2 separate regions of the Sus scrofa genome follow, and region 2 is linked to region 1. The links are chromatin contacts, called in public HiChIP or PLAC-seq maps. All regions are on one chromosome and are shown on one strand. The core of a region is the stretch at or near the end of the contact, and the rest is flanking DNA. Distances in the headings are between cores, read along the strand shown. Region 1 has its middle 140 kb from the start of LPP. Region 2 overlaps LOC106508008 (a long non-coding RNA gene).

Region 1 (6,429 bases), core at 2,865-5,364:
CTAATTTCACCAGCGCCCTCATTCCTACAAAACTACACCCCACCCCCCACCCCAGGAATCAAGTCGGCCACTAGCAGCCACCTATCCTGTCCAGCATACATAGGAGCAGACCCTGCTCCTGGCCTCCCCTGGCCTGACTCCAGATTCGAATTCTCACTCCACCACTATCGCATGACCATCCATGTCATCTCTCTGGGCCTCAAATTCCTCAGGTGTAAAATAGAAATATGAATACCCTGACAGAGATACTGTGAGAATTAGTGAGAGTACAGGGAATCTGACCCCCCAGGACTGCTCGGTGAACAGCAGGCGGTTTTCTCTGGATGCTCATCCATTCTGGCTGGCTTGGTGCTGACTGCCTCCCGGCTGGTCACCTCCTGCCTGTCCTCAGGAGATGCTGGCACTGCCCACACCCACACCTACCTTGACACCTCCTCTGATCTCTGGGTTCCCTCCCCTCCCGCTCCTCTGAGCAAGTTCTACTGTGTCTGCTCTGCCTGCTGGCTGGCAGTGTGCGGAGGCATCTCCTACCAGCACACAAAGCTGATGTACAACCTCTCTTCTCAGCTCCACTGTCAGCCACTATCATGGTAGCTCAAGATGGGCCACTGTAGGACTATCTACACTACCCAAGTCAGCAAACACCCCCACAGGGCTCTTTCCCCTGAGAGTCTCTTGTTCAACAGCTACAGACCCACCCATGCAGATGCTTCATTCCTTCTGTACCTTCTCTGGGCCTGATCATCTGACCTGAATACTCATGCGCATTCCTTTTATAGGAGGCCCTCAGAAGTTTTCCTCTGCACACACAGTGGCCTTGAGTTTCAGTGAGAATGCTGCCAAAGTCTACAGAACAATTCTCAGCTTAGGAATGGAAATAGGACACCAGGAAACAAACAAAAAAAGTCTAACAAATATACATTAACCTCAGGATTAACCCCGGCACTAATGAGGTCTGGGCGGCACAGCCAGAGCGTTTTCTTCCTGCCTGGCTCCCTCTGGGTGACGCAGGCCCCAAGGGCCAAAGCCTTCCCCTGAACTCTGTGGTGGAAACCTTCCAGGCCCTCCGCAGCCGGGCCCCTCACACCACTCCATGAACACACCTGGCTTGGGAACGCTGTCTCTTAGCACAGAGGGTGTGGGAAAAAGTGACTTTTTCACAGGTGTCACAGGTGTCAAAGGAAAGCCTGACATTTCCTTTTTTCCTGTGAAGGCCCTAAACCACCCAAGTTTGCTACGGCGTTAGCATGAAGGGCTCAAATCCTGTCCCGGCTTGTGCATCTCAGAGGCCTGAGCAAGCACCTCGGTGGGGTTGGACTTGGATCAGCTGCACTGAGGACTACACTTGGAGCTGGTAATTATTCCTTAGTGCTGGGCACCCTTACCTTTACATCCCCTTGAAGAAAGACTCATTAAGCAAATAAAACAGGTGGGTGAGCAGGTGGGGTGGAGGGAGGGATCTTTTTTTTTTTTTTTTTTTTTTTTGAGGAAATGCCCTCTCACGGATTTTAGAGGGCAAACTACACCTGTTCTCATGGATTCCTACCTATCTTTGGTGACTACAGTGGGTCTCTTATGAACAGTTACTTTGTTCCTGCTTGTACTTGAAAGGAAAGGATTCCCACAGCCCAAATGGGAATACATGCCACCTTTCTCACCATTAAAGCTTAAATCCTCTCTCCTCCCTATGGGATCCATAAATTCTACCCATTCTCCTCTCTCCAGCATTCCAGAGCCCTGGAGAATGCAAAGCATCCCTCACAACCCCTCTTCCTCTGGGGTGCCCTCCCCTCAACTCGCTGCACACAGGCCACGTACTTGTTCTGACACTTTTCTTTTTTTTTTTTTTTTTTTTTTGTCTTTTTGCCATTTCTTGGGCCGCTCCCGCAGCATATGGAGGTTCCCAGGCTAGGGGTCTAATTGGAGCTGTAGCTGCCAGCCTATGCCAGAGCCACAGCAACGCAGGATCTGAGCCGCGTCTTCGACCTACACCACCACTCACAGCAATGCCAGATCCTTAACCCACTGAGCAAGGCCAGGGATTGAACCCGCAACCTCATGGTTCCTAGTCGGATTCGTTAACCACTGTGCCACGACAGGAACTCCATGTTCTGACACTTTTCATAACAAGCATCCCAGGGACACCAACAGAGAGAGACAAATGTAGGGAAGGGGTGCCATTTCAGAATTCCTGCTTACGGTCTCCCCATCTGGGTCTCTGGCTCACACCGAAATGTGACGCAGGAACCCAGGATTCTAATAATTCTTCTTGGTCTCCTTATCTTCCCCTCTCGCCTCAGGGTGACCTCTCCAATGCCATCGGATTACTGCTCCTGTGCTTCTAGTAATGGCAGATGTCATGGCCTTAGTGAGGCCCTTTCTGACTTTCACTCAGGTGAAACTCAGACCCTCCCTGGGACCTGGGTGATGGTGTAACTGCCACCGGTTTGATGGGCCAATGAGAGAGTACAGATGGAGTGCCTGAAAGATGCCCAGTCAGAGCCCCTACATCTCTCCTCCCCGAGCCATTTTGCCCTACCAAAGAACGGCAGGGGTGACGTACTGATTAAACCTGACCTTGCGCAAGAACCTGAGTCAAAAGATTTTTTTCAAGGAAAGGATCTCAAATTGTGTTTTAGCTCCATTTTATGAGGAAAATCCACACACCTTTCTATTGCCCACCCCACTAGCCACAGCTTTTTGTCTGATGGCCAGATCCTTCCTTCCCTTTTGACATAGTAAAGTCAGGGTGTCTCAGACTGGACATCCAGATGACCTCTTGCTGTCCTTCCAAAACCTAGATTTGAGCCTCATCTGGATCAAGATGAAGAACTGCCATTATTTCCCCACCAGCTCTTTAGTTTTTGCCCTCTCTTTCCACACTTTTTCTTCTTGCCTTCCTCCCAAATTACCAAATGCACAAGTACTCCAAACCACAGAATTTAAGAAAAAAAATTCAGGGCCATTTCTCTCCTACTTTCTAGTGCAGATTAACTCAGGATCATTTCAGCTCTTCCGCTACAGAATTCTAATCCATGTAATAATACCTCGGAACTTATTTTATTTATTTTTGTCTTTTTAAGGCCACACCCACAACATATGGAGGTTCCCAGGCTAGGGGTCGAATTGGAGCTGCAGCTACCAACCTATACCACAGCCACAGCAACGCCAGATCCTTAACCCACCTGAGTGAGGCCAGGGATCAGACCCGAGTCCTCATGTATATTAGTGGGGTTCATTAACCACTGAGCCACGACGGGAACTCCCAGAACTTATTTTAAAATATTTATCAACATACACTTTTCACCAACTCTTAGTGTTCTTTAGAATTTACATGGCTTTTCTCTCCATTTAAGTCAGATATCTCCAATGCATATCTTTGGCATGTTAATATCAGATTACAGCACAGAGAGGACCAGGGGGCTGCTCTGTGCAAAGCCTAAGAGGTCATCGTATTAATCAATTGGATAGAAGATTAATATATTCATTCAACACACACTTACTAATCACTTAACCTGAACTCCTGCAGTGCTTGAGATCCAGGAGCATGTACTTGTGATGAGAATACTATCCGCATCTTCCACTTAGACCGCGAGGCCCTTCAGAAGACTCTGATCTCAGCTTGCCACTCCCTGTCTTAGGACATTGAGCAACTCCCCTCCCTCCTCTGGGCTTCAGGTTCCCCATTGTGGCAGGTGGGTAAACAGAGCATTCTAAATCCTTCAATTCACCTTCTTCAAACTCAGTTCAGAAGCATGGATTAAGCACAGAACATAAGAGCTACTAGACAAGTTCAAAAAAAGGAGGGATCAAGTGTTATTTCAAAGAAATCAGGTCATTGCTGAAGCTGGGCGATGGGCACCCAGAATTTCACCATACAGCTTGTCCACTTATGTGCATATTTGGAAATAGCCCTACTAAAAAGAAGAAAAACAAAGAGAAGGAAACCCAGCAGGCTTCACATAGCAGGTAGCTGCTGAGCAGAACTGCAGCATGGGTAGGATTTCAATGAACCGACACTGGGTCAGGGGCCATTCCAGGCTGGGGCACATCGTGAGCCAAAGCATTGAGACTGGAAAATATAAGACATTCACAAAGGACTGGGAGTGGTCATGTGTGGCTGCAGCTCAGGATGCAAGAGGGGCGGGGAGGGAACCCAGCTGGAAAGGTATCATGGAGTCAGAGCTGAAGGGTCTGGAGAAACAGAGTGTTAAACTCAATTCCAAGGGAAAGTGACTTCACTGGTTAAGCTCGAGTTGGCTCTACCCCTTGTCAGTCAGGCCCCGGGAGAAGGGCCTGTGGCAGAAACTGGCGGAGAAGGAGGCTGGCAGCACCACCAGGCTTGTTTCTTCACCAGGAAACAAGGTTTCCTGTAACTCAGACCCATGAATCAGCATTTCCTCTGTCAATAATACACAGCAAGAAAGGCAACAGCACCGGGCTGGGGGCAATGGAAGAAAGGAAGGAATATTCCATGACACGGCTAGGCTCTGTTCTCTTTTCCCCTCATGAAACACTCCTGATAAGCTCCCAAGTAACACTCGGGTTTCATAAGATAAGTTCCTCAGACAGCCTCACGGTAGCACATGAAAATTAAGTCCTACAGGACACCCAGCTCTCTTGTCATGTTATGAGTTTCTATCACTGTTGGTTAAGGAAGATCACGTTCAAATTCTTTCATTATGTGATAACTAAACATTAATATAACAGTATTTTATTCCTGCTGGGGTTTGAGTGTGTGTGCGATTTGCCTTTTAGTTTTTACACACCCCTGTGCAATATTTTGTTTGACTCTCGTGATAATCCTATAAGGTGCAAAGGGGACATTATACCTATTTCACAAGGGCAGATGCGCAGGCAGGGAGATGGAATGCTTCTTCCCCGGCAGATCTGTTTTAAAGATGCCAGAATTGATACCAACTCCTCAAACTCCATTCAGAGTTTCTTTTTTAAAAAAATTTAAGGCTATGCTCCATTTATAGTTATTATAAACATTGGCTATATTCCCCCATGTTGTACGATATATATCTGTGTAACTTATTTTATATCTAATAGTTTGTACTTCTTAATTTCCTCCCCCTGACCCCTCTCGCCACTGGTAACCACTAGTTTGTTCTCTGTATCTGTGAATCTGATTCTTTTTTGTTATATTCACTCGTTTGTTTTATTTTTTAGATTCCACATATAAGTGATATCATACTGTATTTGTCTTTCTCTGTCAATTCAAGGTTCTTTTCAAGATCACAGACTTTTAATTAATTATATCAATTAACTGTTCATTTTAAATATATTTTACAAGTATTAAATTAATTAATACTATACTTAATTTATTTTTTTTATTTTATTTTAATTTTTGTGTGTGTGTCTTTTGTCCTTTTAGCGCCACATTGCGGCATATAGAGGTTCCCAGGCTAGGGGTCCAATCGGAGCTGTAGCCACCAGCCTACGCCAGAGCCACAGCAACACCACATCTGAGCCGTGTCTGCAGCCTACACTACAGCTTATAACAACACTGGATTCTTAACCCACTGAGCAAGGCCAGGGATCAAACCCGCAACCTCATGATTCCTAGTTGGATTCTTTTTTGCTGTGCCACCACAGGAACTCCCAATCCTGTATTTAATTTAATATATATATTATATATACAGATGTCTTCCTAGCACCAGAAGAATTTCATTCACTCCCTCATCCCCATGATGCATTATGGACTGCCCACTACATGCCACGCTCTCTTCTAGGCACATTCAATAGTGACCAAAATGGACAAAAGTCCTGCCTTCCTAAAGCTTCCATTCTAATTGAGGCACTCGGACAGAGACTGAGATAAAAGTAAAATACAGAGTATGTTAGAGAGTTATACATGCCTTGAAAAATAAAGAAAATGAAGGTTAAGAAGCATTGGGGGGGCTGTGATATGATTTTACCTATGTTGTTCGGTGACCATCTCATTGAAACGTGATGTTTGAGTCAAGACCTGAGGAGGTAAACAATTAAGCCACGGGGACAAATGATGTTCAGGCTGGGGGAATGTCAGCAAAAAAAACAGCAAGTGCCAACACTCTGAGGCAGTACCTTCCTGGCATGCGTGTGAACTGAAGTTTGGCACTTGCCATCAGCCAAACATGATGGAGTAAAACATGAGCCAGTGCTGCTGCCAACCCACAGCGCCCCCCAAGGAGAGCTCAGGGTGGAGACCAGGAGTGAGGTACTCTATGCTCTGGGAAAACTGGAAAAATAGGTCCTCAGATAGTTAGATATTTTGGGGAGAAGATTTTATGATTCCACTCCTTGCATCTCCTCATATCTAGAAAAACATTAAAACCCTTCACAGTGATGTCTGCTCCTCGTGACTAGTAGTAACCTTCCTGAGACCAGCAACAAACTTCTGTAAAATGTGTGCCTGGCTGCAGGTACCTCCCCCTTCACCTT
Region 2 (6,429 bases), core at 1,717-4,216, 220 kb before region 1:
TATATATACACACTATACACTTTTTTTTTTCTTTTTAAGCCTGCACTTGTGGCATATAAAGGTTCCCAGGCTAGGGGTCCAATCAGAGCTGTAGCCACCGGCCTCTGCCACAGCCACAGCAACGCAGGATCTGAGCTATGTCTGTGACCTACACCACAGCTCAAGGCAACATCGGATCTTTAACCCACTGAGCAAAGCCAGGGATCGAACCTGCAACCTCCTGGTTCCTAGTCAGGTTCATTTCTCCCATACCATGACTGGAACTCCTCGTTTTATATTTTATGTATGCAGTCAGTAAACCCCCACATCCTTATAACTGACTTGCTCCCTCTTCCATTCAGCAACTAGAAACCTTCTCTGCTGGTTTCCTACATATTGCAAAGAAGCTGCAGTCAGCTCAGTGAACACAACTGGGCAGTTTGCTATCGAGGGGGCCCACACACCTTAGAGAGGGAACTGAACTGCTGAAGGCAACTTCTCTGCAGCAATGTCCTACATAGCTTAGCGGCTGGGGCCCTTGTAATTATTTAGTAACTGGACAGTGTTTCCTCTCCAGTGTGAATGCCTAAAGGTCAAGAGCTACTTTTACTTTCCTTGGTATGTATCTTAATCTCTCCCTGGCACCTATGAGAAGTAACTTACTCATCTAATAGATGTTTTGAATAAGAGAGACCCAATAAACTTTTCATTGGACTTAATGCACTTTTAGTTATCTTTCCATCCTTCCAAGTAAATACAATTACAGAGCACATACTCTGGGTCAGGTATGGTGCTAAATGTTGCAGTTGTGTTTGGTCTTTAAAATACTGGTATTATATAAATGTTGCTATTAGCTACTGTCCAGTGTATTTAGGCTAACTCATCTGTATATATTTGCATATCTTCCATCCAATTCAAAAGATATGTAATGTGCACCAACCACATGTACAGAGGGAAAAGGAGAAGCCTCAGGGTCACTCAGGGCTGTAAGGACAGCGCAGGAGAGCAAGATACGGGACACCAGCAATGAAAAGGGCAATCACTGAGCTACAACAAATAGAGCATTTAAATATGGAAACAATTGCTTCAAACTAAGACATCTAAAAACGTTTCTGGGGGAGGTAGAGTTTGAAGTCATGATAAAAAATTTTGTAATATAGTGACTGTGCCCTTGAAATAAACATCAAAATAATAAAGTAAGCTCTGAAATAATGAGCTGACACATATAGGGGCTTAGTACATACTGTTCTAGGTACTTTGCATGTGTGCACTTATTTAATCCTCACCACTATCTTATGGAATTCATGGTGCTGTTATCCTCATTTTATAGATGGAACACTGAAGCACAGAACGTAACTGACCTAAGGTCAAAGAGCTAACAAACAGAAGTGGGAATTTGAACCCAGCCAGGTAAGGCTTTGCTCTCAGCCATTATGTTCTCCTGCCTTATAAATGAAAGTTAGGCCTTCAATAGCCAGGTTAGGAAGAGAGGGTGTGGGGAAGGAGGGCGTTTCAGGCAGAGAGAAGAGCTGAAACAAGGGCACAGAAGTTAGGTATACATCTCATAATGTTTTATTTTGCCTAGAGAGCTTTCTAGTTTGCAAAGAACTTTCTCAACAGTTCTCTAACATGCTTCTCCTTGTGACCCTGAGAAATATGCTGTGATTATTATTCCAATTAGAAAGATGAGGAGACTGGGACCCGGGATGGAAAGGCACCAGCTGGGCTAGTGAGCTGCAGCATGAAGTTCAAGATGCAGTCGTTTAACTTCAGAGTGGTGCCTTTTCCCATGCTGTGGTGTTAATAAATACATTCATTGCTCCCTGTTCTGAGCAAGACCCTGAGCAAGCCCTTCCGCATATGCCCTAATGCCATCCTTGCAATGGCCCTGAGAGGTAAGTGTTGTTGCATTTCAAAAGCAGAAACGTTTTAATTCTGCCCCTACTTTTCTTTTTTCTTCTTTCTTTTTTACATAATGATTTTTTTTATTATAGCTGGTTTACAGTGCTTTGTCAGTTTTCTACTGTACAGCATGAGTGACCCAGTTACACATACATGTATAGATTCTTTTTTCTCACATTATCATGCTCCATCATAAATGACTAGATACAGTTCCCAGTGCTACACAGCAGGGTCTCACTGCTTGTCCATTCCAAAGGCAATAGTCTGCATCTATTAATCCTAAACTCCTAATCCATCCCACTCCCTCCCCCTCCCCCTTGGCAACCAGGAGTCTATTCTCCAAGTCCATGATTTTCTTTTCTGTGGAAAGGTTCATTTGTGCCATATATTAGATTCCAGATAAAAGTGATGTCATATGGTATTTGTCTTTCTCTTTCTGATTTGCTTCACTTAGTATGAGAGTCTCTAGTTCCATCCATGAAATCTTTCCAAATCTTTTCTTTTTTTCCCAAATATTTTATTGTGAAAATGTAAAAATATAAAGAATATTTAAACAAAATTCATATCTACCATTAGATTCTACTACTAATATTAGTTTTCTTTTTGAGGATACTGATGATTCCCTATGAGGCATGCTGGTTTAGGGGTTCATGCTTTACCCACTCTTTTGGCCCTTGGGAACCCCTGAGCCTGGAGTGTTACCTGCACATGAGCATATGCAGCTTTTCTAAAAATGGAAAATCCAAATTCATCTCTTTGCAAAAATCTTCCAGTTCCTCCTGCATTTGGCCAACCTCTCCTGTGTGGTGAAAGTCACCATTTAAATATGAAACCCAGCTCAGTTTCCAAAAATTTAATTGCATTATTAAGAATTAGTTGAAACTGGGCTTTGTCAATCTCTGAGGGGCAAGGCTGGGACTGAAGCTGACCAAACCATCAAGGCTGGCCAGAAATTCATTGCAATTGCTGAAATACTTAATGTAATCTGGGGCTGTGTTGGTTGGCGACACCACCTCCAGTACAGTGAGTACCCGCTGGGTAGGGCATAGTTCTAGGCTCTCTGGGGGAAATACAAATTAGTGGCTAGAGAGAAAGACTGGCTTTACCACGGATCCAGTGACAAGTATGTCAAAGGCCAAAGAAAGATGATCAGGCAAGAGCTGGTAAAAATTCATAGCCAGCCCCACAGCCGCAGGCAGCAAGAGCTGGATTCCCAACATCAGCTTTCTTTGCACTTGTTCAGTCCAGGAGTCAGGTAGGAAAGATCCTGTGTTCAGCCCTGTTGCCTTCCAGATTTGATTAAGGCTCTTAGGAGAGTCATGACCTCAGCCTGGAATGGCAACACAGGAAAAAGACAACAAAAAAGAAAGAGAAGATGACTAAAGCATTTAGTGCAAGAGGAGGGGCGATGGATGGAGTGAAAACTGGGAAGTTTCCACTTGATTTTCAAGGCCACGGGTATAATGAAAGGCCTCATTTTCTTGTGCTATTGTTAAGCCTTTCAAAAGAGTCTCCTCTGCAAGCCTGCCCCCAAACCATAGGTCTAGGATGATTTCTCTCCATGCCTTTTGGCTTGGTTTGCTGATTTATAAAGGGGGAAAGCAACTGCTACCTTACAGGTATTCTTTTGAGGATTAAATGTGGTAAAGCTCAGTAAATGGCTCATTAACATAAATGTATAGAAAATAGACTGTTTGATATCCTATCCAGCTAGCCCAGCCATCTGGTAAAAAGTAGGACCAGACAGTTAGACTCATGTAACAGAAATTTGGAAATCATCTGATCCAACACCTGAATGTGGTAGATGAGAAGGGAGAAAGCAGCAAGTGCTTCCGACCAAGGGTGCAGAGAAAGACAGAGGCTGAGGAGGGCTTTGTGGGTGTGGGGAGGAATGAGAGACAGAGCTTTGCTGAACCCCTTGTGATATAATCTAAACTCATAATGAAGAGAGACATAGGCAGAGTCTGCATTTCAGAAGTCGAGGCTCAGAGTTTCCAAATGGAAGTAGTCTCCCTCAGATCCAAGAGCTAAAAAGCAGATGAGGGAGATTTAAACCCTGGCTGAGTTCAGAGCCCATGCTCTTGACCTTACACCATCTCACCAGGTTTTCTGCTTCCTTGCAAAGACCCATTTTTCAAGGTTTCCGTAGCACCTTCAGAAAAGAGGGGTGGCTTGGGAAGGGGGTTGTTTTTATGTTTTTTAAAGTCTGTGAATCCCTGTGGAACCCTTCTTTACACAGCTCAGTTTTACAATCTAAGATGTCTAAGTCCACAGGCTGCCCCAGGCCTCTTTCATCCCTAACATTCTCGGTGTTTCACACCAAAAAGAAAATGGTCCTCCTTTGCCTCCAAATCCAAGTAGTCCTTACCTACAAAAATGGCTTCTTTAAAATCATCTGCCTATGTTATTTATGGTTATCTGAGGCCCGTGCAAAGAGACTCACCTTCCATTTCCTTCCCCCAGGACCTAGTAGGTGCTAAATACACTTTCTAGTACATTTTTCTTTTCTTTCTTTCTTTTTTTTTTTTTAAGAGATGCACCTGAGGCATGCAGGCTAGGGGTCGAATGGGAGCTGCGGCCACCAGCGTATGCCACAGCCACAGTAATGCGGGTTCCAAGCCGCATCTATGACCTACACTGCAGCTTATGGCAATGATGGATCCTTAACCCACTGCGCAAGGCCAGGGATTGAACCCACATCCTCATGGATACTAGTCCGGTTCGTCAACCACTGAACTATGATGGGAACTCCTCCTTTTTTCTTTTCTTTTTGGCATTTCTCTGACCCATGGCCCCAGTATCTATCCATCTGCATATTCATTATCTATCCAAATAGATTTACATGCATAATTACCAAAATCACACCCCTTATTATACATGGTATTCATGTACATGAAGATACCTGCTTATATTCAGTGGACAGTGATTAAGCCTATTATGTGGCAGGTAACAGGCAAGTTGCTGCAGAAAGTGTCACCAGCTAAAATCTAGACTAGATTGCTAATCATCCAAAAAGTCATGCCATTTCTTACACGACTGATTTTAAAAAAAATGTCTGATGCTCTGAAAGACCAGAGGGCATTGCTGTGAGCTACATTATTCTCATGCTTTGCTGAAAATTTAGCTCAAAAATCCCCATTTCTAAAATGTTACTACTCACTGCTATGAGAAAACATTCATAATACAAGGTAGTGGCCTAGACAAGGGTTTAGATTCACAGGTGGCACATGGACCTTCCTTTTCACTTTTGGAAAAACCTTTAACAGCTCAGAGTCTGTTACCTGCCTGGACCCCTTACATTAGACTGGAATATTATTCACTTGCTCAAATTCAGGTGACCGATGTTAATTTAACACTGTTGGCTGCTGAATCAGTTGCATCAAGGTCTCTAGAAAAGGCAGCCTGTGGAAAGAGCACTGACTCTTTCAACAAAGCTGGTTTCTTCCGGCTCTGATGTCAATACCTGTGTGACCCTGAGCAAATTACTTAACTTCTCTGAACTTTGGTTTTCTGATTTCTAAAGAAGGGAGGAAAAATACCCAACTCACACATGTAGGTAAGGGTGAAAAGAGAAGTAATTCCCAGGACCTGATAGACAGGGAATAGCATGGGTCAAGCACAACTCCAAGTTCTTTGGCCTGAGCAAAGGTACCAAATGGAATTGTTGTTTACATTTGAATTGAATTGTTAGCACAGGGGATAAATAGCACTTCATCTGGATATTAGCCACTTCCTCAGGAAGGTACATCTTCCAATCCCACCTTCTGTGTCCCTCCTCTTTCAAAAGCCCTGATGAAGGATTTACGAATTAGTCACCATTTAGAACTCCCATCCCCCCTTTTCTTGCAACTGAAGTAGATAATCTATACATGAGTCTGAGTGAAGATTTCAAAGATACCCAAGCATTTCGCTAATCCCCACTACAATCGTCCTGCTTTCAGAGGTAAAGTACTTTCCCATCTGTCACCTCCCTGGATCCTCACGACCACCCCAGGAGAACGCAAGCCGGTGATGTTATCCTTCTTTGACAGATGAGCAAGCAAAGGATTAGAGAGGGTAAGTGGCTGGTCCAGGGTCACACTTCTAGAGTCAGGTCTAGGACTCTCAATCCCACCCATGGGCTTCCTATTATACCAAGTAGCCATGAGATTTTTGCTACATGCTAAAAGACAGCCAATAAGGTATTCTAAAAGAAATAAAGCCGGGAAGGTAAAGGCTGATGGATAACAAATCTGTTAGTCTCCCTACACTCATGTCCTCCCCCCCACCCCCGGCCGTGGCCCAGTGTCCTTCTCTCTCCCTGGCGCTCCTTTCTCAGCCTCGGGTCACTCAGCTCCTCCCAATGGTTCAGACCACTACTTAAACCCAGGCTCCCCATGAAGCCTTTGGTCCCAACTGCCCCACCCATTTTTTTTTCACCTAAAATTTTCTGAAACACCAGACACAGTGCTCCACTGTCTATGAGAATTTTCTCCTAGTTGGGGAGAAGCAGACAATAAGCTCCCTAGTAAATATGTACAGTAGTTTTTACAGGAATAACTGCTTAAC

Evidence for each region. HiChIP or PLAC-seq counts read pairs in DNA pulled down with a chosen protein or histone mark.
Region 2: a contact with region 1 is called in an H3K27ac HiChIP or PLAC-seq map of skeletal muscle. The contact joins two enhancer-like sites. A contact is called at or near these places in 4 of 5 promoter capture datasets (fetal liver, liver and skeletal muscle), 3 of 47 Hi-C or Micro-C datasets (fetal skeletal muscle, liver and skeletal muscle) and 2 of 2 datasets of contacts at active chromatin or transcription factors (alveolar macrophages and skeletal muscle).

The regions. Positions count from the first base shown.
Region 1 is chr13:125,637,082-125,643,510 of Sscrofa11.1, forward strand. No RefSeq gene overlaps it. Among named protein-coding and RNA genes, the nearest start is that of LPP, 140 kb to the right of the region's middle. Within about 2 kb of position 4,115, at least 20 of the 83 cell types and tissues checked have an H3K27ac peak or open chromatin away from gene starts, as enhancers often do. A contact at or near this core is called in alveolar macrophages and skeletal muscle, where this site is marked.
Region 2 is chr13:125,416,720-125,423,148 of Sscrofa11.1, forward strand. It overlaps LOC106508008 (a long non-coding RNA gene), which reads left to right. Exons shown (of 5, transcript XR_002337803.1): 3 at 1,310-1,389; 4 at 5,823-5,937. Among named protein-coding and RNA genes, the nearest start is that of BCL6, 30 kb to the left of the region's middle. Within about 2 kb of position 2,967, at least 2 of the 83 cell types and tissues checked have an H3K27ac peak or open chromatin away from gene starts, as enhancers often do. A contact at or near this core is called in alveolar macrophages and skeletal muscle, where this site is marked.